Regions from separate parts of the Mus musculus genome. Here all the other regions are linked to region 1. Evidence: chromatin contacts called from public HiChIP or PLAC-seq and promoter capture Hi-C data. All regions are on one chromosome and are shown on one strand. The core of a region is the stretch at or near the end of the contact, and the rest is flanking DNA. Distances in the headings are between cores, read along the strand shown. Region 1 holds the start of E2f3 (E2F transcription factor 3). Region 2 holds the start of Foxf2 (forkhead box F2). Region 3 overlaps Gm40841 (a long non-coding RNA gene). Region 4 overlaps 2610307P16Rik (RIKEN cDNA 2610307P16 gene). Region 5 overlaps 2610307P16Rik (RIKEN cDNA 2610307P16 gene). Region 6 overlaps 2610307P16Rik (RIKEN cDNA 2610307P16 gene). Region 7 overlaps 2610307P16Rik (RIKEN cDNA 2610307P16 gene).

The links. Promoter capture Hi-C pulls out the DNA fragments that hold promoters and counts their contacts. HiChIP or PLAC-seq counts read pairs in DNA pulled down with a chosen protein or histone mark.
Region 2: an H3K27ac HiChIP or PLAC-seq map of embryonic stem cells shows a contact between it and region 1, with 5 times the contacts expected there. The contact joins the promoter of Foxf2 here to the promoter of E2f3 in region 1. A contact is called at or near these places in 1 of 39 promoter capture datasets (embryonic stem cells), 1 of 484 Hi-C or Micro-C datasets (embryonic stem cells) and 2 of 115 datasets of contacts at active chromatin or transcription factors (both in embryonic stem cells).
Region 3: a contact with region 1 is called in a promoter capture Hi-C map of pre-B cells, with 4 times the contacts expected there. The contact joins the enhancer-like site here to the promoter of E2f3 in region 1. A contact is called at or near these places in 4 of 39 promoter capture datasets (the HPC-7 cell line, HPC-7-derived erythroid cells, hippocampal neurons and 1 more) and 3 of 115 datasets of contacts at active chromatin or transcription factors (astrocytes, regulatory T cell precursor and thymic regulatory T cells).
Region 4: an H3K27ac HiChIP or PLAC-seq map of microglia shows a contact between it and region 1, with 6 times the contacts expected there. The contact joins the enhancer-like site here to the promoter of E2f3 in region 1. A contact is called at or near these places in 3 of 39 promoter capture datasets (the HPC-7 cell line, pre-B cells and second pharyngeal arch cranial neural crest) and 4 of 115 datasets of contacts at active chromatin or transcription factors (large pre-B cells, microglia, regulatory T cell precursor and 1 more).
Region 5: an H3K27ac HiChIP or PLAC-seq map of thymic regulatory T cells shows a contact between it and region 1, with 7 times the contacts expected there. The contact joins the enhancer-like site here to the promoter of E2f3 in region 1. A contact is called at or near these places in 1 of 39 promoter capture datasets (pre-B cells), 1 of 115 datasets of contacts at active chromatin or transcription factors (thymic regulatory T cells) and 2 of 9 other capture datasets (adipose tissue and macrophages).
Region 6: a contact with region 1 is called in an H3K27ac HiChIP or PLAC-seq map of thymic regulatory T cells, with 7 times the contacts expected there. The contact joins the enhancer-like site here to the promoter of E2f3 in region 1. A contact is called at or near these places in 3 of 115 datasets of contacts at active chromatin or transcription factors (acute myeloid leukemia, embryonic stem cells and thymic regulatory T cells).
Region 7: a promoter capture Hi-C map of the HPC-7 cell line shows a contact between it and region 1, with 4 times the contacts expected there. The contact joins the enhancer-like site here to the promoter of E2f3 in region 1. A contact is called at or near these places in 1 of 39 promoter capture datasets (the HPC-7 cell line), 2 of 115 datasets of contacts at active chromatin or transcription factors (embryonic stem cells and stem cell-derived neural progenitor cells) and 1 of 9 other capture datasets (macrophages).

Annotation. Positions count from the first base shown.
Region 1 is chr13:29,984,247-29,987,644 of GRCm38.p6, forward strand. It overlaps E2f3 (E2F transcription factor 3), which reads right to left and starts at 1,817. Exons shown (of 7, transcript NM_010093.3): 1 at 1,054-1,817. The coding sequence starts at 1,422.
Region 2 is chr13:31,624,053-31,627,450 of GRCm38.p6, forward strand. It overlaps Foxf2 (forkhead box F2), which reads left to right and starts at 1,764. Exons shown (of 2, transcript NM_010225.2): 1 at 1,764-3,204. The coding sequence starts at 2,028.
Region 3 is chr13:28,415,862-28,419,259 of GRCm38.p6, forward strand. It overlaps Gm40841 (a long non-coding RNA gene), which reads right to left. Exons shown (of 3, transcript XR_003950511.1): 1 at 3,224-3,398. Among named protein-coding and RNA genes, the nearest start is that of Gm40841, 3.9 kb to the right of the region's middle. Within about 2 kb of position 1,825, at least 225 of the 459 cell types and tissues checked have an H3K27ac peak or open chromatin away from gene starts, as enhancers often do. A contact at or near this core is called in the HPC-7 cell line, hippocampal neurons, pre-B cells and 2 more, where this site is marked.
Region 4 is chr13:28,539,984-28,543,381 of GRCm38.p6, forward strand. The region is part of intron 7 of 2610307P16Rik (RIKEN cDNA 2610307P16 gene); the gene reads right to left. Among named protein-coding and RNA genes, the nearest start is that of Gm40841, 120 kb to the left of the region's middle. Within about 2 kb of position 1,843, at least 4 of the 459 cell types and tissues checked have an H3K27ac peak or open chromatin away from gene starts, as enhancers often do. A contact at or near this core is called in the HPC-7 cell line and microglia, where this site is marked.
Region 5 is chr13:28,599,035-28,602,432 of GRCm38.p6, forward strand. The region is part of intron 6 of 2610307P16Rik (RIKEN cDNA 2610307P16 gene); the gene reads right to left. Among named protein-coding and RNA genes, the nearest start is that of Mir6368, 110 kb to the right of the region's middle. Within about 2 kb of position 1,912, at least 89 of the 459 cell types and tissues checked have an H3K27ac peak or open chromatin away from gene starts, as enhancers often do. A contact at or near this core is called in adipose tissue, macrophages, pre-B cells and 1 more, where this site is marked.
Region 6 is chr13:28,733,300-28,736,697 of GRCm38.p6, forward strand. The region is part of intron 3 of 2610307P16Rik (RIKEN cDNA 2610307P16 gene); the gene reads right to left. Among named protein-coding and RNA genes, the nearest start is that of Mir6368, 24 kb to the left of the region's middle. Within about 2 kb of position 1,827, at least 7 of the 459 cell types and tissues checked have an H3K27ac peak or open chromatin away from gene starts, as enhancers often do. A contact at or near this core is called in thymic regulatory T cells, where this site is marked.
Region 7 is chr13:28,837,678-28,841,075 of GRCm38.p6, forward strand. The region is part of intron 2 of 2610307P16Rik (RIKEN cDNA 2610307P16 gene); the gene reads right to left. Among named protein-coding and RNA genes, the nearest start is that of 2610307P16Rik, 46 kb to the right of the region's middle. Within about 2 kb of position 1,559, at least 45 of the 459 cell types and tissues checked have an H3K27ac peak or open chromatin away from gene starts, as enhancers often do. A contact at or near this core is called in the HPC-7 cell line, where this site is marked.

The DNA.
Region 1 (3,398 bases), core at 567-3,066:
GGGGTGGGGACGGGAGAGGGAGGGTGGCGGTGCCGGGTGCGAGGGCGCCGGGACCGTCCCAGGCCTGGGAGCCGGCGAGCAGGAGGAAGTGGGTGCCCCCTCTCCCCCTCCAGCGCCCCCTCCCGCCGCCGCCTCCTCCCCAGTCACAGGCGCGTCCTCCGCGCACGTGTGCGAAACGTCACCGGCGGGTCCCGGAGAGAAGGGACAGATCCTGGCGGCGGGACGGGAACCCGGCTGCCCCCGCCCTCCGTCGCCGGGGGGGCGGGGAGGGGGACAGGGCGGGGAAGGAAGGGGCAAGGGGAGAGGCGGGTCAAGGGCAGGCCCGGGGCCCGGAGAGCAAGGCCCCAGCGCTCCGGCCACGCGGGCGCCGCCGCTGCCACCGCGGAGATGCGCCCAGGCCGGAGCACCCGCCCGCCGGCCCCTTGTCGCAGACAGCGCGAGCCCTGGCCCACCGGGGCTCTCAGCTCCACCTCCCCCACCGCGATACCCGTCCACCTCCCAGATCCCCTTTGTTGCCTGGAGCTAGGTCCCCAAAGGTGCCAGGCACTGGCGCCCCTGCGCTCGGAGCACGCCTGCGGGACCCCCAGTCGCCCAGGGGCAGCAGAGACAGGAGAGGAGGCTTGCACGCCTCGGGTCCCCCAGTTTACATCCTCTGGGGTCCCCCACTCTCCAGTGCACTACTCCCTCCCCCACCCCCTTCTCCATCCGGGGCGTGACCCCTTCCTACGCCCGAGAAAGAGGAAGCTTCGAGTTGCAAGGGAGGGGAGAGTGGGGGTAGGGAAAAGTGCAGGAAAAGAAGTGGAGGGGGGGGGGGCGCGAAAAGTTTTGGAGTGTTGGATGTGGTTCTCAAAGAGGGACTCCCCACTGCCCCGCGTGCCTGCCCAGGCCCCCACGTCCTCCCAACGTCCGCAGGAAAGCACCCCGAGTCTAACAATAAGCACACGCTGGAAGGGACAGCAACGAGGCCCACGATGCTCAGCCTCGCGCTCCCGCCGCCACCGCTCCCGGGAGCCCGCCTCCCACCTGGGCTAGGGACGCTGAGGAGGGTATTACCGGTGGGCCACCGCCGCCGCCGCGTCCTGGTGCTGGTGGCTGCTGCAGCAGCCCGACTCTGCTGGAGGGTCCTTGTGGCGTGGTGTAGAGGCTGCTGGCGGCCGGCTCCGTGCCGGGGACACTGGGGAGAAGGGGGCCGGCGGTCAGGGCGCCACTTTGGAGGGAGGTGGCACAGGACGTGGTGGAAGGGTTCGTAGTGAGGATCTGGATGTACGTGCCCGGGGCGGCGGCGGCGGCGAAGCCGGGGCTGGCTAGCAGTGCCCTTTTGTCCATGGAGGCTGCAGCGGCGGCGGCGACGACAGCCGCCCCCTCCCCACCCCCGGCGGTCACCAGGTACTGCTCCAGGGCGGGCTGGATCCCCTTTCTCATCTCTCGCTCCTGCTCTTTTTTAGTGTTACGATATATTAACGTATTGCTTTCAATTTCTTTTATTATTTGCAGCCGGAGTTTCCAAGTCTCTCCTTCTCGCCTCCCCTCCCGGCGCTTCCGAACCCTCTCTCTCTCTTTTCTTTTTATTTTTCCGCACCGCACAGGCCCCGGGGGCCAAAAATAATCGGGGGTCTGGAGAGAGGAGGGTCCCGGCCGCACGGATATCAGGCCCCGAGGAGGGATGGAGGCGTCGGGGGCAGCCGATGCAACGGATTGCGAGGCGGTGGCGGCAGCCCGGGTGCTGCGGCCGGCAGCTGAAAAATGGCTCCAGGAAGCTGCTGCTGACAATGAATGAAGGGATACGGTTTACGCGCCAAGGTCCTCCCGCGAAACTCAGATTTCCCGCCGGCTTTTCAAACCATATTTGCATATCTCCGCCCCTCAACCCGCCGAGGACTGTTCCCACAGTCCATTGGATCCCTGTCGCCTTACTTCGGTACCAATCCTGGAGCGAGGTCGCCACTGGCTGTTTTCCATTGGCTGCCATACACCATGGTTACCGGGGTGACCCGGGCTCTATTTGCATAGAGCAACCTGACTGGCTGGAAGCAGAGCAGGCTTCTTAGGAGGTGGGGCAAAGTCCTACTCTCCCACGGAAAGCCACGCCCATTCCAGGCCCCTCCCTCGCTCCTACCCGCGGGGCTGGCTCTGATGACCTGGGCAGGGACTCTGCCTCGCAGACTCAGTGTGGATCTAGTCTTGAGCGCAAGTTTCGGTTTTGGAAATTGTCAAGGTGACACCCTCAGGGACTTTGTTTCCTGTAACCAAGCAGTGTAGTAAATGAAGAACTGGTAGAAATTCCCCTAAATATGTGTCAAAGGCAAGTTGGACCCGGCCTGGCAGGTGGAAAACTGAGCCCTTTAAATCCTGGGTTTCTTCCTTCCTGAAATCCAACCAATGACGTGAGAGCGGATCCGGAGGCCAAGGCTGATAGACAGAAGCATGTGGGCAGACAGAACCGTGGGGGTAGAAGGTTCAGCTGACGCGACTGCAGGCACACTTTAGTTCATATTCCAGATCATTCCTGGCAGCTTCATGATTAGCCCGATTTCGATTTAAGTAAAAATTAACTCTTTGTTCAGTGAACTCTGACTACAAGTATAGGTTTGAGTCTAACAAGCACCCTCTCTGGCCCAGAAACACCCAGGGGAGTTAATCAGGGCTAACCTAGAACTGATCCGCGGGTTTTTAATCCGCCATGCAGTAATCCAAAGTAGTACAGGCTTTTATGGTGACGTGGGACTTCCAGTGAAAGCTGCCTGCACTCAGCTCTTTACAGCCTCATACGCCAGGAAATTCTTAAGCAAACAGCAAACACTACAACGCAAACCTAACCCGATATGTTTTAAAAGAGGAGAAAAATGTATGCATATATATGTATATATGGAAATCAGAAAATGTCAAGGAAAATGAAATCGTCGAACTGGTTTCTATATTAAAGTAAATACTCACGGATCTTTAAAATGAGCATTGTGGGGCTGGAGAAATGGATCAGTTACTTACATAAGTGAGGGGACCTATATTTGATCCCCAATACTCACATTTAAAAAGCTAGGCATGACCGCGTGTATCACTAATCCCAGAACTGGGAGAATGAGACCTGAAAACTCATTGGGGCTTGATGGTCAGCCAGTGAAGCCAGTTGGGAAATTCGAGACTCACTGAGCTATCCTATTCTGAAAACTCAGGTAGAGAGCTACTGAGGGAGACATCTGAGGTTGACCTCTCTGGCCTCCACAGGCACGTGCATATGCACAAGCGTGTGCACTCTCACGTACACACACACTTGTATACGCACAATGAGAAGTATTTACGACTGAGGAGGAAGGTGAGGGAAGATGTAGATGTCGAGACCAGATTTTCATTGAGTAGCTGAGAACTGTGGAAAACAGCTGTTGGGATACATCCTTCTCTAC
Region 2 (3,398 bases), core at 514-3,013, 1.6 Mb after region 1:
AGCCGGGCTCAGGGCAGTAAACTGACACTCGGGCTCTGTGTGTGGTATCCAGGCAGGGTTTGATGGAAAAAGCCTGCTTCCACTCAACTCCAGGTCACTGTCTGGGGCCAGCCCCCTCCCCCCCCCCCTGCACCCGCCCTTTCCTCTGTTCCTCAGACCCACCAACAGTCTCCATCAGGGGCAGTCCCCATGCACTAGGGCACAGAGCTGGTGCAGGCTCCCCCACCCCCAGGAGGCCAGACCCCACTTGCTCAACCAGGCTCTTTGTAGCATCTTTACTGGGCCCTGCACTCTCCTCTCTGCCTTGTCTCCCATCTTCCCAGGCTTTCTGCGTACACAACACAAACCCAGTCCTCTCAGGGCTGGCGCAGTGCTGTGCCTACCATTTGCTACTCTGATGGGCATCTCCTTCCCTCTGGGCCAGGCCACCAGCCCTGGTGTGGTCAGGCCTCCTTCAGCTTGCAACTCGCTTTGCAGCCCCTGTCCGGGGTCAGACTACATTTCCCCGCACGTGTAATCCAATAACTAACTGTCGGGTCTCATTGGAATGATTTCTCCCGAGGGCCATCTCTCTCTGAGCCGACTCTTACTTAGAGGAATAAGCCACAACTGGAGGAGTGTTCTCGAATGGAGGGAGCTGGGCCACGGAACATAGGGAGTGGGGGGGGGGTGCACCGGAAGACAGACGCTGTAAACCCACTGGCAGCTGTGCAGACCTTCCTTGTTGATAATAAATACAACTATCTCCTTACTCAGGGTCTCTCTTGCTCTCTCTCAGCATGAAGTGGAAATGACAAGTCAGTGGAAAATGGAAGCAAATAAAAAACCGAATCCATTCGACTCAAAAGAGTGTCTAAGAGGTGGCCCCAGGTTTCTCCACCCAAACCCCTTGCTCAGCTGACAATCTGTTCATAACTGCCCCGGGCACAGCTCAAGGGCGTCCAGTGTTTGCCCTCTGCTGTGACCTCTCAGAAGCCTGCATGTCCAGCCAGAGAGAGAGAGAGAGAGAGAGAGAGAGAGAGAGAGAGAGAGAGAGAGACCCGGAGTTGGCACGTTACCTTGGGACGTCTGGCACCCTGGCGTGTGGCTGAGGGCAGCACTGCCTAAATGAAGTTGACAGATGGTGTCAGTTCGGGCACTGGGGACCGTGGCTAAGGAAGCTCTTCCAGGGCACAGTCTCCCCAAGACTCAGCCCCCACAGGGTCCGGCGGGGGTGGAGGAGGGGCAGGGTGTGTCCGGGCACGGATCGCTAGGTTGGGGGCACTTCTGGGATAGGATACGGGCTGCTGGAAGGAACAGAGAATGAATTGCTGAAGTTAGGAGTAATCGAGTCTGGCCAAGGTTGGGAGTTCTCCCTGCTGAATGCGGGTGTATCTGCGGCTTTGAAGAGGACAGACTGGGAAAGGGAAAGAGCCCCGAGAGGAATTAGTAGTGCCAGCAGGACCCCGGAGAGTCCGGGAGGCGATAAGAGCAGGAGCCCGCCGCCAGGTCCAGAGGGGGAGGAGTGACGCGAGCCCTGTGCGCCCTCCCCGTGGCGGGCGGCGCGGAGCAAGGAGGGGGCAGGGCGGGGTGGGGTGGAGGGAGGGAGCGAGGGAGGGAGGGAGCGAAGCTGCCGCGGGGAGGGCGCGCCAGGGAGGAAGTCCAAGAGACAGAGAGAAGAGCACTCCTGAAAGAAGACGACGGGCTAGTCCCCGGGGTCCGGGCTGAGGTCTTGGCTCGAGGGCGCAGCTGTCCAGCTCTGGGCAGCGTCGCCTCAGTGGCTTAGGAGACGGTTGCGCAAGGAGCCGGCCGGAGGCTCGGAAGAGGGATGCGCGGGGCGTTGCCTCCGACCCGCCGCCGCCGCCGCCGCCCGAAGCCCCAGAGGAGCTGAGGGAGGCGACGCCGAAGCGCTGGCCCGCAGTGGCCCGGGCTGCAGCGCGGCCGGCGCAGTAGGGCACTCGCCCGATTTGTGGACCGACCCGGCTCCGGCGCCGCCGATCCCGGTCCGGGGTCCGCCCCCCAGGCCCGGCCTCGTTCCCGATTCCCAGATGAGCACCGAGGGCGGGCCTCCGCCACCCCCGCCGCGCCCGCCGCCTGCCCCACTCCGCCGCGCGTGCAGCCCGGCGCCCGGCGCGCTCCAGGCCGCCTTGATGAGCCCGCCACCCGCCGCCACCCTGGAGTCCACTTCGTCGTCGTCATCATCATCCTCTGCCTCCTGTGCCTCGTCCTCTTCTAACTCCGTCAGCGCCTCGGCCGGTGCTTGCAAGAGTGCGGCTAGCAGCGGCGGCGCGGGCGCCGGGAGTGGAGGCACCAAGAAGGCAACCTCGGGGCTGCGGCGGCCGGAGAAGCCTCCTTACTCGTACATCGCGCTCATCGTCATGGCCATCCAGAGCTCGCCCAGCAAGCGCCTGACGCTCAGTGAGATCTACCAGTTCCTACAGGCGCGCTTCCCCTTTTTCCGTGGCGCCTACCAGGGCTGGAAGAACTCCGTGCGCCACAACCTCTCGCTCAACGAGTGCTTCATCAAGCTGCCCAAGGGCCTCGGGAGACCTGGTAAGGGCCACTACTGGACCATCGACCCGGCCAGCGAATTCATGTTTGAGGAGGGTTCGTTCCGCCGCCGGCCGCGCGGCTTCAGGCGGAAGTGCCAGGCTCTCAAACCCATGTACCATCGCGTGGTGAGCGGCTTGGGCTTCGGGGCCTCGCTGCTGCCCCAGGGCTTCGACTTCCAAGCGCCCCCGTCGGCGCCTCTGGGTTGCCACGGTCAAGGCGGTTATGGTGGCCTCGACATGATGCCCGCGGGCTATGATACAGGGGCGGGTGCTCCGGGCCACGCGCATCCACACCACCTCCACCACCACCACGTCCCCCACATGTCGCCCAACCCGGGCTCCACCTATATGGCCAGCTGCCCGGTGCCCGCAGGTCCTGCGGGCGTCGGTGCGGCAGCGGGTGGCGGCGGTGGCGGCGGGGACTATGGGCCGGACAGCAGCAGCAGCCCTGTGCCCTCATCCCCGGCTATGGCAAGCGCCATTGAGTGTCACTCGCCCTACACTAGCCCTGCGGCACATTGGAGCTCGCCTGGCGCTTCACCTTACCTCAAGCAGCCGCCTGCCCTGACGCCAAGCAGTAATCCCGCGGCCTCTGCTGGTCTGCACCCCAGCATGTCTTCCTACTCGTTGGAGCAGAGCTACTTGCACCAGAACGCCCGCGAGGATCTCTCAGGTAATAAAGAGCGCCAAGGCTGGCTGCAAGCGGAGCCTCTGAGAGCCTCTGAGGGCCAGGGCTACTGCACCCTTGGTCCTCAACGCTGGGGTCTTCAGAACTAGAATGCTGGGGGTGGGGTGGGGATTCGGTTCCCTATTCCTAAGTGAGAGAAGGGGATTTGATCTTGTACCCTTCTCTAATGCTCTGGGCCT
Region 3 (3,398 bases), core at 575-3,074, 1.6 Mb before region 1:
ACAGTGTATAAAAGATGCATGCCCAACTCCAAAACAGCTTGATACACAGGGGACCAAAAAAACCCATCTGCCCTTCTGCTAGGTACGCCCAGCAGTCCTGAAGCTTAAATATCATGCCATTTGCAACATGGTTTCAATGACCCCAGCAATAAGAGATTAACCAAAATTTCATAACTGCTCTGTTCTCCTGCCCTCCTGGCTCTTGGGGATGAAGGGCAGAAGGAAGAGAAGGAGAAGGTCAAAGAACTAATAGAAACAAACAAACAAAAAGAAGTCTCTATTTTTTGCACTCTTTCTTGGCACTTGAGAAAGAAAAAAAAAAAAACTGAGGCAGATCAATCTGTACAATGCTAAACCAAATCTCTTTAATTCCAGTCAGCTTTTATCATTCAGTCGCTGAGTCTCTGTGTGGAAAAATTCATGCTAATTCCCCCTAGCAACAGCTTCAGCCTATCAGGAGACTTTATGTACCGTGCAGCTGCCTGCCAGAATAACTCTAAGTAGGTCAGGCCTGTATTTCTAAAAATGCTACGGTCTAGTAACCCCACTGTCCCGTCTGTCTGCCCTGCCCCATAATAACCTCAATTGCTTGGTGACACAATGACATACTATCCTGTTAGAGTGCAATCACATCATGCTACATTATTCTGCAGGAGCATGGCTGGGTGAAGGACCCTCCGAGGGGCAGCATTAATCAGACAGCCATTCATGTCCACCAGCGTTTCTCTCTAGAAATGGGGACTGCATTAATGACCAGCTGTTTGAACTAACACAAACAAAATAATGTCTTCCACCCTGTTGGGTGCACAGAATACAGCATTCTGATCTGGCAGGTTCCACCTCTTGACTAAATCGAAGATGTAAATTAACTGGGCTCAGACAACATAGGCTTTGGCAATCTTAAAGTGAGTATATTTAAATTATATTACATGTGATTCAAAAAGCTATTGATTTCATATACACGTCTCTCCTTGCCTACAATTTTCCTTAATCCACGTTTTTAAAAGGAAAAGTGCATACACGGGTAACATAATACATATGTGCATATTGTCCAGGGACTCAACTGCAGGGGCTGAACTAAAATTGACTTCGCTTCGGGCAGAGAAACAAAGCTGGTCAGTAGTAATTGTGCAGCATGAACACAAATACAAATACTAAATGCACGCTGCGAAGGAGCACTGAAAACAAATAAGAGTAAACACGCTGAGCCTGCTAGCCAATCAGCTCCTCCCACCAGCTCCTCCTGGAGGCTCCAGAGAACGCCCCACACCTCCAAATAACAGAGACAGGGGATGGAAGGGAAAGGTGCCCTTCAACATCATATAGTGGTATGTCGCTTCCTCACAGGGTTACCAACAAGATAATTGCAAAAAAAGAGCTTCTTCAGCGTATAAATTAAGAATACCAAAACAACTCAGAACCTGCAGTCAGGTTTTAATTCTATAGTAGGGATTTTAGAATCTAATGGGGACATATGTCCTTGGGTGTACTTTTAACTTTCTCCCATTGGCATACAAAAGCGAATGGGTATATACGGAGACAGGACCCCAGCAGTGCAGTACCGGGCTGTTTGGGACGGTATTTTACAGGGACGGAGCTTGCATGCTCAGTCTGCATGCTTATGGGTCCCCTGTTTGATCTAACAAACACCCTCCTATACGCTGAGCATTTCCTGCCAGAAGTTAGGCAGAATCCAGCCAGTGAGATGTGCACTTCAGCCCTGCTTAATTTTCAAACAGAAAATGCCTTCATGTGTCTGCCCTCATTTGAACTGTGCTTGATAACTTAGTTATGACTGTCTTCTGCACTCTGTGGCACACAGCACACAGTTATTCTTGGAGAGATACAGTCTCTGACGCAACCATGAACCGCTAATTACAAGCTGCTGACATTCTGCTCGTCTCTGCAGCTTTGAAGTTCTGCTTTGTCTCATGGCTGTTCCACTGTGCTCCCACCCCTTACCCTCTCCTTTCTCTCTTTCACTTCATAGCCTTTCTGAATGCTCCTCTAGCACAACCTGGAGAAGGAGAAGGGATTATCAGACTTGCTTGCGTTTCTTTCCTCTCCCCACCACATCCTGACACACTCTCTCTCTCTCTCTCTCTCTCTCTCTCTCTCTCTCTCTCTCCCCACATAGATCTACAGTTTGGAAGTACAGTAATAAGATCCTGTCTCCACCCCACCCTCAGGAATGCACCAACAGCTGGCCAAACATAATCCAGCACACAGAGCCGCTTTGTAGAATTTCTAACAAACAGTGGGAGGACAGGCCAGACAGGCGTCCCAGAGGAGCCCCCATGACAACTGGGAAAGCTGCTTGCTCCCGGCTCAGAGCTCAGTTCACCCAGCTCACCCTTATCTATCTACAAGCTTCTAGTACCAGCCAAGCCCCGACAGAGGCAATGAGAGGCCACCCTCCTCCTTCCTACAGCCTCAAGCAGGCTGCAAGCTTTCTTCACACTGACATCAGCCGTGCCCTGCCTCATGCCACACACCCCTGCAAGCTCGACAGCCACAAACCCCAGTGCCAGGATCAGCAGCAGCACCTGTGGTCACCATCTATAGCTGGGTGCCAGGAGGACCCTCCCTTTTCCTTAAAGAATTTCCTTTATTAAGCATAGCTGATCCTAGCATTTGAAAGCATGTAAATCTAACACTGTATCCATCTCCACTGAATGCTTAGCTTCTGAAGCCTGTGGTATCCAGCTGGCCTCAGAGTCATCTGGGATACATTTATTTTGATTAAATTGATCGCATTTCTATTTAAGGGACAGAATTTTTCTGCCATACTGAATACAGCTGTGTTTACAGGGCTCTGTAGGAGAAGAAAACAAAACCGTACAGTGAGCCTTAGCCCAACGCTGAGCACTTAGAACTTCAAGGAGTTAAAACTGAAGGGGTTTGCTATGCCGTTAAAAAGAAAAGTCTATATGCAGCTGCTCTGGCCGAGCTTTCTGGCTAGCCAGGAAATAGGTCTTGAGCAGGAGCTGAAAACACTGGCTTGTAATCAAACCCAACCCAGCAAAGAGTCTCTCTCTTTCTCTCTCTCTCTCTCTCTCTCTCTCTCTCTCTCATATCTCTCTCTGTGTGTGTATGTGTTACACAGTCTCTTCCATGTCTCTACACGCATGCACATGCACTTAAATCCATGCTGCAAGGCTGCTATTTTTCTCTGGGGACACTGTACAGTCACCCAGCCCATCAGTTTCTTCCTTGACAGTACCAGGGACATCCACACTGCAATTTACAGTTCCTCCATGCACGTGCTGGCAGATCCACTATGCCATCCTTCCTTAGATTAAGACTGCGGAGCTGGCAGCAGACAATCTTACGACAGTCAGCATCTCTTCTTTTCCCCTTCCATTTCTCCAGCTCTGCCCTGCCAAGCAGACACAGCA
Region 4 (3,398 bases), core at 593-3,092, 1.4 Mb before region 1:
TGAGTGTGCAAACTAGTGGGTCTCTGCATCTATATTTGTTTCATGTGCCTTTTCTTGGGCTCTTTCCTTTGGTTGTTTTATCGAATTTTGATGTCTTAGTTCTTACTTTATCTTACTATTACCCTTTCGAAGCCTGCTTGGGTTATAATGAGAGACAAGGGGTGGATCCAGATTGGAGGAGAGGTGGGGAGGAACTGGGAGGAGTAGAGGGAGGGAAAACCATAAACAGGTTATATGACATGAAGAAGAAAAAAAAAGCCATTTTTAATAAAGGAGGGGGAAAAAGACTTCCAAATTGGGAAGAAGAAGAAGTGTATCAGGATCTTATATATAGATAATAAACATCACACAAGTCATGAACTGTTAGAGTTAAAACAAATTCAATAAAGTGTATGTAAAAACCATTTCTATATTTCTCTACAGAAACAGTGATCACTAACAAAAGGAAATTATGAAAATGATGCCATTTATAGAAGCTTAAAAGTAATGAAATACTTAGTAATTGATTGTTAAGCTGAAGATTTGTATACATTGACCAAAGAAATTAAAAACATAAGTGGAATTTTATTCCATGTTCATGGATTTGGAATGATTAATCATGCTGAGACATCAATTGTATACATGACATTATATGGATTTGACAAAATCTAGGCCAAAACCCAAGTGAAAATTTTTGCAGAAATACAGAACCACCTTAGTGTTCACGTGCAATTATAAAAAACCAGGGAAGAACCAAGGCGATCTTGAGAAGGAAGAAAGCTTTTAGATCCTTCTAATTTGAGCTGGTGAGATGGCTCAGAAGGTAGACTGCTTACTATCTCACCATGAGGACTAGAGCTCATATGTGGTGGTCTGAATAAGAATGGTCCACATGGGCTCATACATTTGAATGCTTAGGGAGAGGCAGTGTTGATAGGATTAGGAGGTATGGCTTTGTTGGAGAAAGTGTGTCACTAGAGGTAGGCTTTGAGGTTTCAAAAGCCCATACCAGCCCAGTGGCTGTCTCTTCCTGATACCTTTGGATCCATATGTAGAACTTCAACACCGGGTCTGCCCACATGACCCCATGATTCCTGCCATGATAATAATGGTAGACCTCTGAACCATGAGGCAGTCCCAATTATTTGCTTTCTTTTATAACAGTTGCTATGGTCATGGAATCTTGTCTCAGCAATAGAAGACTGATTAAGATATGGTGGTGGTTTGTAAATGCCCAAGGATTGGCACTATTAAGAAGTGTTGTCTTGTTGGAATAGGTGTGTCCCTGTGTGTCACTGTGGGTGTGGGCTTTAACAGCTTCATCCTAGCTGTCTGGAAAGCAGTTTTCTGCAAGATGCCTTTGAATAAGCGGTGTATCTCTCAGTTCCTCCAGCCCCATATATGCCTGGGCACTGCCATGTTCCTGCCTTGATGATAATGGACTGAACCTCTGAACCTGTAAGCCAGCCCCAATTAAATGTAATCCTTAAAAGAGTTGACTTGGTTGTGGTTTCTGTACACAGCAGGAAAACCCTAACTAAGAGAGATAACACATAAAAATTGGGTGGGCATAGCAGAATGCCTATAACCCCAGCTGAAGTCAGAAACAGGTATCTGGAACAACCTGGCTGGCTAGAGTAGTTGATTGAGGATATATATCTTTGCTTTCCTTGTAACCAAATACCCAGGGAGACACAATTTAAGGGGAGAAGGGCTGGTCCTAGCTTATGGGAGATTATTCATTATGCTGGGAAAGACATGGAAGTAGCAAGGGGCTGAAGCGACCACCTTGCATACTCAGTCAGGAAGCAGAGGCTGAACAGGAAGTGTGGCTGGCTATAAAGCCTCAAGGCCTGCTCCTTGATACCTACTTCCTCCAGCAATGCTCTGCCTATACACAGTTTTACAATGTTCCAACCAGAGACACAAGCTGAGGACCAAGTGGCAAACCCCTGAATCGTTATGGCACATTTCACATTCATACCACTCCTTACGTATTTGGTCAAATGGTTGTTAACACAAATGATAATTCCCTTCAATGGAGAAAGGACCATTCTCAACAAATGATCTAAACTGGATATGAATATCCAAAAGAACCTTATACAACCTTTGTCTAATAGCATGGATGAAAATTAACTCAAAATGGATCACAAACTTAAACCTTTCAAGAAAAAGTCCAACCAAATCTTTATGATGTTGAACTTGGAAAGCATATTTTAGACATGACACCACAGGCACGAGTACTGGCAATAACAAATACAGACAAATTGCACTTCATGAAAGAAAATTTAAAACTTTCTTCATCAAAAGACAATTGTAACCATGTGGAATGGTAACCAAGGATAAAACAGAAACATTAACAAACAATGCATCTGATCAAGTATTAAAAGTTCAGATTATAGATTTATGACAGCTAAAATGCCACATGAGAGAACAACTTGAAAGAAAAAAGGATTTGCAATGATCCTTCTTTTATAAAACCACACAGGTAAGCACTCACACATATGCTTGTTGCTACTGCAGAGGACTCGGGTTCAGTTCTCAGCAGCCACACTGGGCTGCTCACATGTGTTTGTAATACCCACAGAAATAAAGCACCATCTTCTGGCCTCTGTGGGCTCCTGCACACTCACAGAAGGCACACATACACATATACATAATTCACACACACACATGCACACACGCACATAGAGTCAAAAGGGCTCATCATTCAACTTCTATAACTAATGTAGTTAATTTCAGAGACAAAGAGAAGAATGGTTGGCCTCGGGCCCTGGTGGTCAAGTGGGAATGGGAGTTAATGTTTAACAGTTTCTATCGTGAAAGAGATGCAGTTATGGGGAGGACAGGGACAATGCTTGGTTCCATGACAATGTTAAGTACTTAATGCCACTGAACATTTTAAAGAGCTTGCAGTGGCCAACGTTACGGGCCATATAAGTATAAGAGGAAGAGAAGAAAGAAAAGACTTCAAGGGAAGGAAGGGAGGTGGAAATACAGAGGAAAAAAAGAGGAAGGAGAAGGACGCCAGAAGGCAAAGTAGGACTAAGATGGTCGGGATCAGAATCCGTCCACGTTCTTCCACAACTTTGGAGAATGGGATGGAGAGCCACACCTGCTAGCATCAGGAGTGACAATTCGTCTTCTGAGAAGAGAAACCTTATTATGCATCATGAACCTACAATGAGATTCCTAAAACGGACCCAGTGGATATACAGAGACAAGAGAAAGTATATATGCACTCTACTTTTGAATATTTCTTCTCTCAGCCCACCATCCACCTACTAAGCTGCACATATCCCCACATAAGCAAAATCAGGAAAATGGCAATTATTTGGATGGTGAGAGTATTCCTTCAGGCAAATGCTGTTTCTGGAATAATCTAGCATAACAGGATTCATCCTGGATACAGAGCAGCA
Region 5 (3,398 bases), core at 662-3,161, 1.4 Mb before region 1:
AAATATAGAACTCAATCCTAAATCCTCACTTTCTGTAGCTATTTTAGCATTATTTTATGGATTATAGGTATTATTAGCTTTGTCATGTATTAGCTCTAAGAGATTAGACGAATGCTTGCATTAGTAAGTTTTCTGCTGCCATAACAAATTTAAGTAAGACTTAAGTATACAAACAAACTAAACTAAAACTGATAATGGCAAAACAGCATGAACCTGAAAGAGGAGAAAGACAAAGGGACCCATCAGAGAATCAAAAGTAGCCACACACTCAGAACAGGGCTGCCTATGGAAAATGAACCTTGGTTCTACCTACCATGGATTTCTTATTTTAACAGAACAAAGTGAATACCAATGGATAGTTGATGCAATGCAATGCAATTGCATCAAAATTGGAGAGTTCTTTTCAATAAACAGTATAATGGGGCTGGAAAGATGGCTCCGTTGGTAAAGGAACTTGCCACACAAGTTTGGGAACTTGAGTTCAAATCTCAAGAACTTGCATAAAAGCAGTTCACTCTGTAAAGCCCAGCACTCCTAAAGGAGAGACAGAGGGCACTGACAGGAAAACCCACAGCTAGCCAGGCATTCCCAGTTAGTCTCAAAGAAGGGATGGCACCCAAGGTTATCCTCTGACCTCCTCCTGCAAGCCTTGGCAGAAATACACACACACACACACACACAGAGTTACCAATGTTCACAGAGAAGAATCAAAAGAAGATACGCTTGCCATGGGGAAGAATCACGCAAGGCCTCCCTGAGTATATAAAAGGTACCGATGTATAAATAGGAAAAAAAATATAAGTACACTTTCAGTGGAAATTTTTTAAATAATTGTGAAAGAAAATTTATAGAAGAAATGATCGTCTAAGGAAACCACTCATCAATAATCAAAGCAAATTAAAACAAATACATTCACCTTAGAAAATGGGAAAAGTAGGAGGTTTAAGAATGCCCTGGGCTGGTGGGGAAAGTGGGTATTTAACACTCAAACTGGCATGGTGTGTACTGGTGAGGGGTCTAAGAAAACTTTATAAACTTACCCAGCGAACATGCCACCATCTGTCTTTGCACCCTAAGATACAGTAAATGCATTAGTTTAGATCCAAAATACCCACTCCTTGGTGTTCTCCAATGAGGGATCTATCTAAAATTTCTTGTAGCAGTCATATTTTTGGGAACATGATACAGAGAAAATGTGACTCTCCCTGGGGGAGAATATGAATAAAATGTAGACCATACCATGAGCAGTTGAATAAAATGAATTTGATATATACACAATAAAGAGCAACTGAAAATATAATGCCCAGAGGAAGTGGTACAAAGAAATAAATGGGATCCATAACTCATATAAATTAAAAATGCAATTACAACAAAGTAACAATGTGTTTTACAATGCACACAGTGACAAGCATGGACACTTTGGGTGAAGCCTGAACAAAAATGGCAGGGGTCAAGTACATACCAACAAGGACTCAGGCAAAAGCAATCAGAGCCCTAGGAAAGTATAGGTATACAGGTGTACATGCACATAGAGCCACCAAACACAATTTTTATGAGATAACACCATCTAACCACACCTAAGGCACCTCACTTCTATCTTCTTCTCTTCTTGTTTCCTATTTCATTTTTAGTGTTGATCTCTGGCAACTACGATGATTGCAGGTTACAGCTTTCCACCTTAAAACCCTGAGGCAGACACTTAGAAGTATACAGTGAGTCCCTGGACCAGTTGTAAGTATCACGCATTCATCAAGGGCTCAGGGTCACAAACAGATCAAGAGCCAACAGCAAACAGACCATAGCAGATGCCTTTCCTTGGTTGCCTTTTCCAAAGTGTCACATCCGGGAGCGGGCATAGGGAGGGGCATGAGGAGCTGCTCTGGGCACTGACTACACTTCCGGAGAGAGAACTTTTCACCCCAACTTCAGTCAGACTTCAGTCTGACTGAGACCAAAATGAAAGCAGGAAATGAGGTTCCATGCGCAAATGCATGCAGGGATATTTTGAAACAGAGGGATGTCTTAAAGTGCCTTAAACACAGCAAAGTTAGTTTCTCATAAAAATAGGAAGTGAGAAAACACGAGAGGATGTGTGTGAAAAGATACAGGCTGGTTTCAATAGATTAGCAAGCTGAGAGGGCAAGAGGTGAGGGTGGACAGCAGAGCGAGACAGCGTGGTCCTCACTAGGTTTTATTCAATACACAAAAAAACAAAGCACACTAGAATTTCTGTCCTCAAACTAACTAAATTCTGTCTCATGAGAGCACCTTTATTCTTCTCCCAACGCATAGCTATTGAACCTTTTGAGAAAGTGTTTAGCTTGGCTAAGACACAGCTTTCTCAGAATTAAACACTTTCTGGGTTAAAGGACAAATGGCCCTCTGCAAGGCAAAGAGCTCACTCCACCTTTATGAACACGCCCAAGAAGAAAGGTGAGGAGGAGTGGTGTTCGGGTTGCACTGCATGGTCCTGGCTCTCTGGAGTTACCAAGGACACAGGGAACGGGCAGCAGTATTGTACCAGCACAACATAATGGGGGAAGTTTAGATCCAGAAAATCCTCCAGAAGCCTGTGTATTAAAAGCTAGGTCAATCACCCCAGAACAAAATGAGATGGGGTGGAATTTTTAAAAGGTGGGGCTTACAGGAGGAAGTTAGCCCATTGGAAGGCTGTCCTTCAAGAGGATACTGGGGACCCCAGCCACCTACCCATCTTATCTTTCTTAGTTTCCCAGCCATCGTGAGGTTAAAAGGTGTCTTCTACTACACTCTCCCACCATGATACATTTTGCTGTTATAAGCTCAAAGCAACAGGGAAGTGTCCATGAAATGAGACCTCACAAGCCAAAGTGACCTCACAAAAGTGAGGTTGCAAGCCAAAGTAAGTCTTTCTTCTTCATATGGTGATGTTTTCAGACATGTCATCATAGCAATGGAAAGATGACCAATCCATGTCCTTGTAAACTACATGACAAATTGTGTGTAGAAGTTTTTAATGGCCAATGGCATGAGCCTAGGTTTGCAGTGGGCACTGGCCAGGACTCTAATTAATACTACACTTATAAAATGATATTGTTAACTATATAAAATGGGGCTGTGAGATAACCTAGCAGCCAAAGGTGCTTAATGCCACCTAGAAGAGAAATCAAATATACAAAGGGGATATAATGGCATTGGGTCTATTAAGCCAGAAAAGGGTAGAGAAGAGGTGCCTGCTCCAGGATAATGGAGGCAGGCAGGCATACTCACAGCATTATTTTAAAACAGCTGCTTGTTACTGGATGAGAGGTGACCACACACTACATTGTATTCAACTGAGATTTCAATGAAATCCATGGGAGGATAGCAAGCCTAACGAAACAATTTCCTGAAAGGGCTCTTTTCTTGTGACTTCACAA
Region 6 (3,398 bases), core at 577-3,076, 1.3 Mb before region 1:
CTGAAAATAAAATTTAAAATAATAATTTCTGGAGAAAAAATTGTGTGCAAATTTCTGTGTCTGCAAAATGTTCTAGAAAAGTTGGGCTGATGTACAGAGTTTAGTTTACATGCCATGCAGAAGCGGAAAAGAGAAACACACGGAACAGAGAGTTCCAGAGCGGGAGCCGTGCAGGGTTCAGTTGGTCAGTCACTCGTACATAGCATAGTGTAAGAAACCACACTTGGGGGCTGGAGAGATGGCTCAGCACTTAGGAGCACTGACTGCTCTTCCAGAGGTCCTGAGTTCAATTCCCAGTAACCACATGGTGGCTGACAACCATCTGTAATGAAATCCAATACCTTTGTCTGGTGTGTCTGAAGTCAGCAACAGTGTACTTGCATATAAGAAAGAAAGAAAGAAAGAAAGAAAGAAAGAAAGAAAGAAAGAAAGAAAGAAAGAAAGAAAGAAAGAAAGAAAGAAAGAAAGAAAGGAAGCAAGGAAGGAAGGAAGGAAGGAAGGAAGGAAGGAAGGAGAAGGGAGGGAGGGAGGGAGGGGAGAAGAGAAGAGAAGAGAAGAGAAGAGAAGAGAAAAAAGAAAAGAAAGGAAGAGAAAAGAAAAGAAAAATAAGAGAACCCACACTTGATCGCCCAGAACCCACATAGAAAGCCTTGGGAACAGTGGCACACCTGTGACCCCCCCCCCCCCCCCGGGCGATTGGGAGGCTCGGTCCCATTAACAGACATGGAAGAGGCGCATTGGCCTTTCAGATGAGAACACTGAAGCTCAGGAGTATTCAGTGACTGTCTAAATTTAGTTTTTATGGTCACAACGAATACCCAAGGCTGGATTTTAAAAGAAGATTTGCTTAGCTTTCAGTTTAGAAAAATAACAGGTCGCTACATCTGTATGGCCCTGCTTGATGGCCTTGGTGAGACTCTGGCATAAATTAGAGCAGATGAAGAAACCATGTAATGAGACAGGATGCCACAAAATCAATAGTCAGGATTCCTTTTTATAAACCCCACGTCCTCACAAGTTCACTCCTAGAGAGCAGCTCCCTCAATGACCTAATGACCTCCAATGAACCCCAGTCTTAAATATTTTACCCCCTCCCAACATCACCACATTTCCAACACACAAACATCCGGGGAACCCTCCCAAACCATATCACACTATACCAGGGGGTACAACATATAGCTTCTAACTCCTGGGTAGCAGTTTGCACATGGATACCACTTTGCAGTTTACAAGAATAAAGAGGACGAAAATTTACAATTAAAATTAAAAAGTATGTTTACCAAGTTAGGAATAGCACATGTGGATTTAAATGGGGAAACAGGTAGTGAACTTGCTCCTATACTGAAATAAATAGGAAGCTGAAAAGATTGCTCAGTGGTTAAGAGTATATGCTGGCTTTGTTCAGTTCCCAGCATCCATGTTTGGGTGACCATAACCACCTGTCAACTCCAGCTCCATAGGATTCAATGTCCTCTCCTCCGGCCTCTGTGGAAACTGCACGCATGTGATATACATGCATATAGTCAATCACATACACATAACACATATGTAAAGGAAAAATACACCTAAGAAGTATTAAGATCAGTATAAGCACATATCTAAGATGATATGCTTTCATTTAGTAATTGTCGTTTGAGTCTGACTTTGCTTCTGCCCTACATTACAGAGATTTGCCTGGTCCATGGGAGAAGGATGACTCTGAGGACTCTAGATTTATGATGTTGCTGGCTATTAGTGAAAGCATCCTCAGCAAAGCATAGCATGTTTCTTACTGATTCATCTCTCTGTAAGGTAAGAGTGCCCAGCATTCTACAGTAGGGAAAGCCCCACCATGTTTGACATGAGCTCATCTGCTTCAAGGGCAATTCGTGTGCACCCACTTAGGAGCAAAGTACAAGCGACCGAGTAACAGGAGTTTTCAAGCACCCACATTAACTATGTGCACCTATCCCAGCAGCTATTACTAAATCAATCAAGAGGTCTCTTTGGCATTGGCAGGGTGGTTCAGTAGATAAAGGCACTTGCCATGCAATCCCTGTAACTCCTGCAGAGATGAAAGGAAAATACTGACTCCACAAAGTTGTTCTCTGACTGGCCCATGTGCCCCTGCATACATCATACACACAAAAGGTTTATACTAAATAAAACATTCTAAACAAACAAACAAACAAAAAACCAAACAGGTTTTTTTTGGGGGGGTAGAATTTTTTGTTTGTTTTTGTTTTGTTTTGTTTTGTTTTGGGCTAATATTAGTTAAGCTATGCCTCTCAAAAGTCTTGAATTCAGAAGTAAGACCTAAAGTCCAAAGTTATAAATGCTAGGGCATTTCTCACCTACAAACCACCTAGCATTTTTTAGTGCTACCATGGTTCCAACAAATTTCCACTAGCTTGTTCTTCCTCACCACCATTCTGTGCAGGGACTAACATCCAGTACTTAGCATCCAGCACCCACATCCAGCACCCAGTATGTGGTACCCAGCATCCAGCACTCTGTATGTGATACCCAGCATTCCAGTGATCTTTAAGCACCACAACACCTATGAACCTGGTACTCTTTCCAGCCCAGAAACAGAAAGCAAGCCACTACACAGCAAGGGCTGAAAGACCACAGGCTTTTCCTTGTAGAATGCTTAGGGTTCTAGATGGCTATTTATTTCCTGATTTATGGGGACTGAAAGACTCCTCATACTTGACACTGCTATTGCCACACTGATGCAGACAGAAGGACCAAGATTCTGTTCCCACCAAGGGACTAGCATCTGGATGAGATTACCCACAAAACTAGGATGAGCAAACCAAGAAAATCTGACTCCCACACAGCTGGACAGGCTGCTAAGACAGAGTAGGGAGGCTCCTTCCAGTGAACAGTAGTAGACAGAAACATGAGAGGGCCCAGCCAATGGCTGTGCTTTACCATCTCTGGAAGATCCCGTTCCTGTGTCAGCACCTAGGGGGGTAACCTCATTTTGCCAAGAACTTACTGGCCACCCAGAAACTTAGAACACTGTCTGATGTAATGTTTCTTCCCATAAGCCTTGAGATGAGGAAAAACCATCACCTATTTTGACCTAGGATACAAAACTTGATACGATAAAAGTAGCTGCAAGAACTTAAGGCGAGCCTCTGTTCCAGGAAGGACTCCATGAAGCTCTCTTAAATGTGTGACTTCCTTAGGCTCACATGCCTCACATCTATCTGCTGACATGAAGGCAAGAATAGCCACCAGCTAGCATGGGTCTGTTACCAAACCCAGTCTGTATACACCCCATGCAACCTCAAGGAGTTCGGCCATGCTCTCCGCCTCATAACACACTCCTGAATTCATATGCCTACTCTATCACCTCATCCAGACTGGATGAAGAAAATGTGGTACATGCTCACAATGAAATTTCCTCC
Region 7 (3,398 bases), core at 309-2,808, 1.1 Mb before region 1:
AGCTGGAAAAAGCAAAGGCTAAAGAACTCGCCACTAACTTGGGTTAAACGTACACTAAATTTTCTGTACCTAAATATAATTACAAAATTAAAAAAAAAAAAAAAAAGAGTGTGAGCAAAAAGAGCTTTAGGAGGCGAGGTCATGCGGGGCCACTGAAGTCATTCCTACATGCAGTCAGTATAACTGTGTCTGGACATTTGCACTTGTTTTATTTTCCATATTAGGATTCAAAGATCAGGATCTCCAGTGTCTTTGGTTAGCCCTCTAATGTTAATACTGAGCTATCCCATACCCAAAGAGTTGTAGGAAGAGAGGAGACTTGATTAAACCAAAGAAACTGTGTCCCAGTTCTGTCACTGTTACCACCACCACAGCCACAGTCACCACCACCACCATCACCACCATCACCACCATCACCACCATCAGGCTGGCCTGGACCTCTTAGGATCAAGTCATCCCCCACAAAGCTGGGATTGCAGGTGCCCATGTCCATGCTATCAGCCAGCAGAAATCCCCAGAGAGAACCCAGGTCTGCTACTTGACATCAAGTGAGACAGACACCTTTGTGGTAAATTTCTGGTTCACTGAACCATTTCCATTTTCAGATACAACCTGTCTGACAGAGTTGAGCACACCCAAAAGTGCCCACCATTCTAATCTTTCAGACACGCCTGCTAAGACCTTGAGCTAAAATACCCGCCACTCTCTTGCCTTCTCGAATAATGCCCTTCAACTGAGGTTGCTCAGGAATGCACTTATAGGCTGAGCATGCACAGGACTATGCTTGCCTCAAAACTGCCTTCCTGTGTAAATATTCAGAGACTCCCCAATAAAATCCCCATGTTTCCTTTGTTGGAAAAGGACATTGCTTGGGGGTGAGGGTAGGGGTGGAATCCTGGCTTCTCCTTACCTAGTACAGGCAGTAAATCTTTCCTCACTCTTTTACATCTTGACTAAGCTTGTTTGGCTCTCCACCGTCTAAGATGCGAGCCACTGTGAGGCTGTGCTGCTGACAACCTTGCTGTCAGCCCAGTGGATGCTGATATTGGACTCCTCTGCTCCCAGAACTTGGAAGAAACACGTTTCTGTTGCTTTAAGCTTCCAAAGTAGGTGGTACTTTGCTAACTCAACGACAAGATACTACTAGAGGTACACATTACATCATTAACATAAAAAAATTAACAGACTCAAGACGTAAGTATTAGGAGACAAAAGATTGATAGAATAGTCCTGGAGAAAATAAGAGCCAAGAAAGGGAAGGTTTCAAGGGGAAAGAACCAACCAGGCAGCCCAGCCTCACACCGAACTCAGTTCGCGTTCTTCTTTCAAAGCTTAACCTTCACCTCAGAGTTTTCCTTTGCTGTGAAAAGAAGTGTAAAACTGCACCTAGCAGAAGGAAACAAATGCTCGTTTGTCTCAACTGCAAATGTAGAGACACACCTCCCCCAAAAAGAAAGCCGTTAAATGTCCAAAATGATGAATGGCTACAGTTCTTCCCCTAAGACAGCAGCCAGTGGGGAAGGAAAATGGAGAAGGTGAGCTTGCTGTGCACCCAGCTGCCAGTCATCATCCCAGAAGCACCACAAGCGACGCCAGCTCACTCGCTGCCAGTGCTGGATCAGATATAACCACACTCCAGCCACAGCTCTGCAGTGCTCACCAATCACTCCCAAACCACACTCCTCCTCATTACACCTCCCCTAACCAGTTAAGTGCCCTTACAAGAAACGCTCCAGCAATGGCTGATGCACTTCTTCAAACCTGAAAAGGCATTATTAAAAGGTAAGGGCCTCTCCCAACCAAAAAAAAAAAAAAAAAAAGGAATTTCCATTAGATATTAATATCAGCAGCGAAATGCTTTATGACGAATGGCTCTTAGGGAGATTGCTTCCCCTTGGACACCCTTGTGACCCAGATCTAGTCACTGTGTATAGAATGGCGCTCTCATATTTAGCTAAAGATTGATTTAGAAAGCCCTGGGTAGTTTGGGTTGATAGAGTTATTGTTGTTTTTGTTTAGAGTCGGGATCTTCCTCTATAGCCCAGGCTGATCTCAGACTTTCTAGTCTCCTGCCTCAGTCTACTGAGTGCTGGGATGACAGGTATCCATCATACCTTACAGTCACACCCGTCACTCGTGATTTCTCAACAGCAATGAGACACTGCATCTAAACTACCCTAATAGTCTTTGGAATATAGAACAAAGAAGCATTAGCTAGAGAGGAGACAGGAACCTAGGCTCTGGGAGATCCTTCTGCCCACATGGGCAGGTGACTTTGTCCAGAGTTCCAGGGTCTTAAAGGTGGTATAGGCTGGCGAGCTAATGTTGCCGAAATGTGGGCAGGTAGGGATCCTCCACCATCTAGACAGACTCATCTGGAAGGCAGCCCAGCTTCAGAGGACTTGAACTCCTGCGACTGTTTCCTGACAGATTTTTCCAACCATCACATTACCAAAATGAAAATGTAACAGCTTGCAGCCACTGCAATATACTTAAGATGTAATAATGGAAAATGAGATGTTATTGATTGGGGAGGGAGGAGAAGTAACCACAATGGTGTCATCAAGTCAGGGAAAGAAAGAAAATGAACAGATGAATTCTTCAAGACTGAGATATAGTTGCCACCCACTACAGATGGCAGAGTTCTGTGGAGCAGTCCCCAGACAAAACAAGATACACAGGAAATATGCGACGCAGTCCTCTGAAGAATACTCCATGGCCTTTGGATCTTAAGGGAATTCCACACTCTCGAGTGCTGCACAGCTTAAACTTCTGGGCTGGATCCATTCTGCTCGCAAGAATACACACAGACTCACAGCTACCTCCCAAATGTGTGCACGGGATTTCCTTTCCATTTCCAGTGTGCAATGGATACCAGCTTCAAATGATAAACTAAGCAGTAGTTTTAGGAGAGAGAGACTAACATTAAATGTAGCAAGTCCTCGGGAAAAGAACGTGGAGATTCATCCCACATGAAGCCTTCCCTTCCCTTTTCTCTCCATTTATTTATTTATTCATTCGTTTTATTATTATTAATAATTATTATTATTTATTCTTAGGCAGGTTCTCACTGTGTAGCTCCAACTGGGCTGGAACTCACAGAAATCTGCTGCCTCTGCCTTTGGAGTGCTGAGAACAAAGGCCTGCACCACCATGCCCAGATGACTGCTCTCTTTCTTCAGGCTCTACCCGGGAAGAATAGGAGTTTTGGTTTTAGAGACAGACAGATAGCTGCGGAGACACAAGATCTTTTCTCCCTACACCTGCAGCTATGTGTACATCTATCTGTTCACCTTCTTAACCCATTTTAATTCAGGTTATTATTCGGGTTGTATTGGTTTGAGGTAGTTTACTATTGACTTGTGTCAGCTCCTAGACTCTTGGGTAGATTAACATCT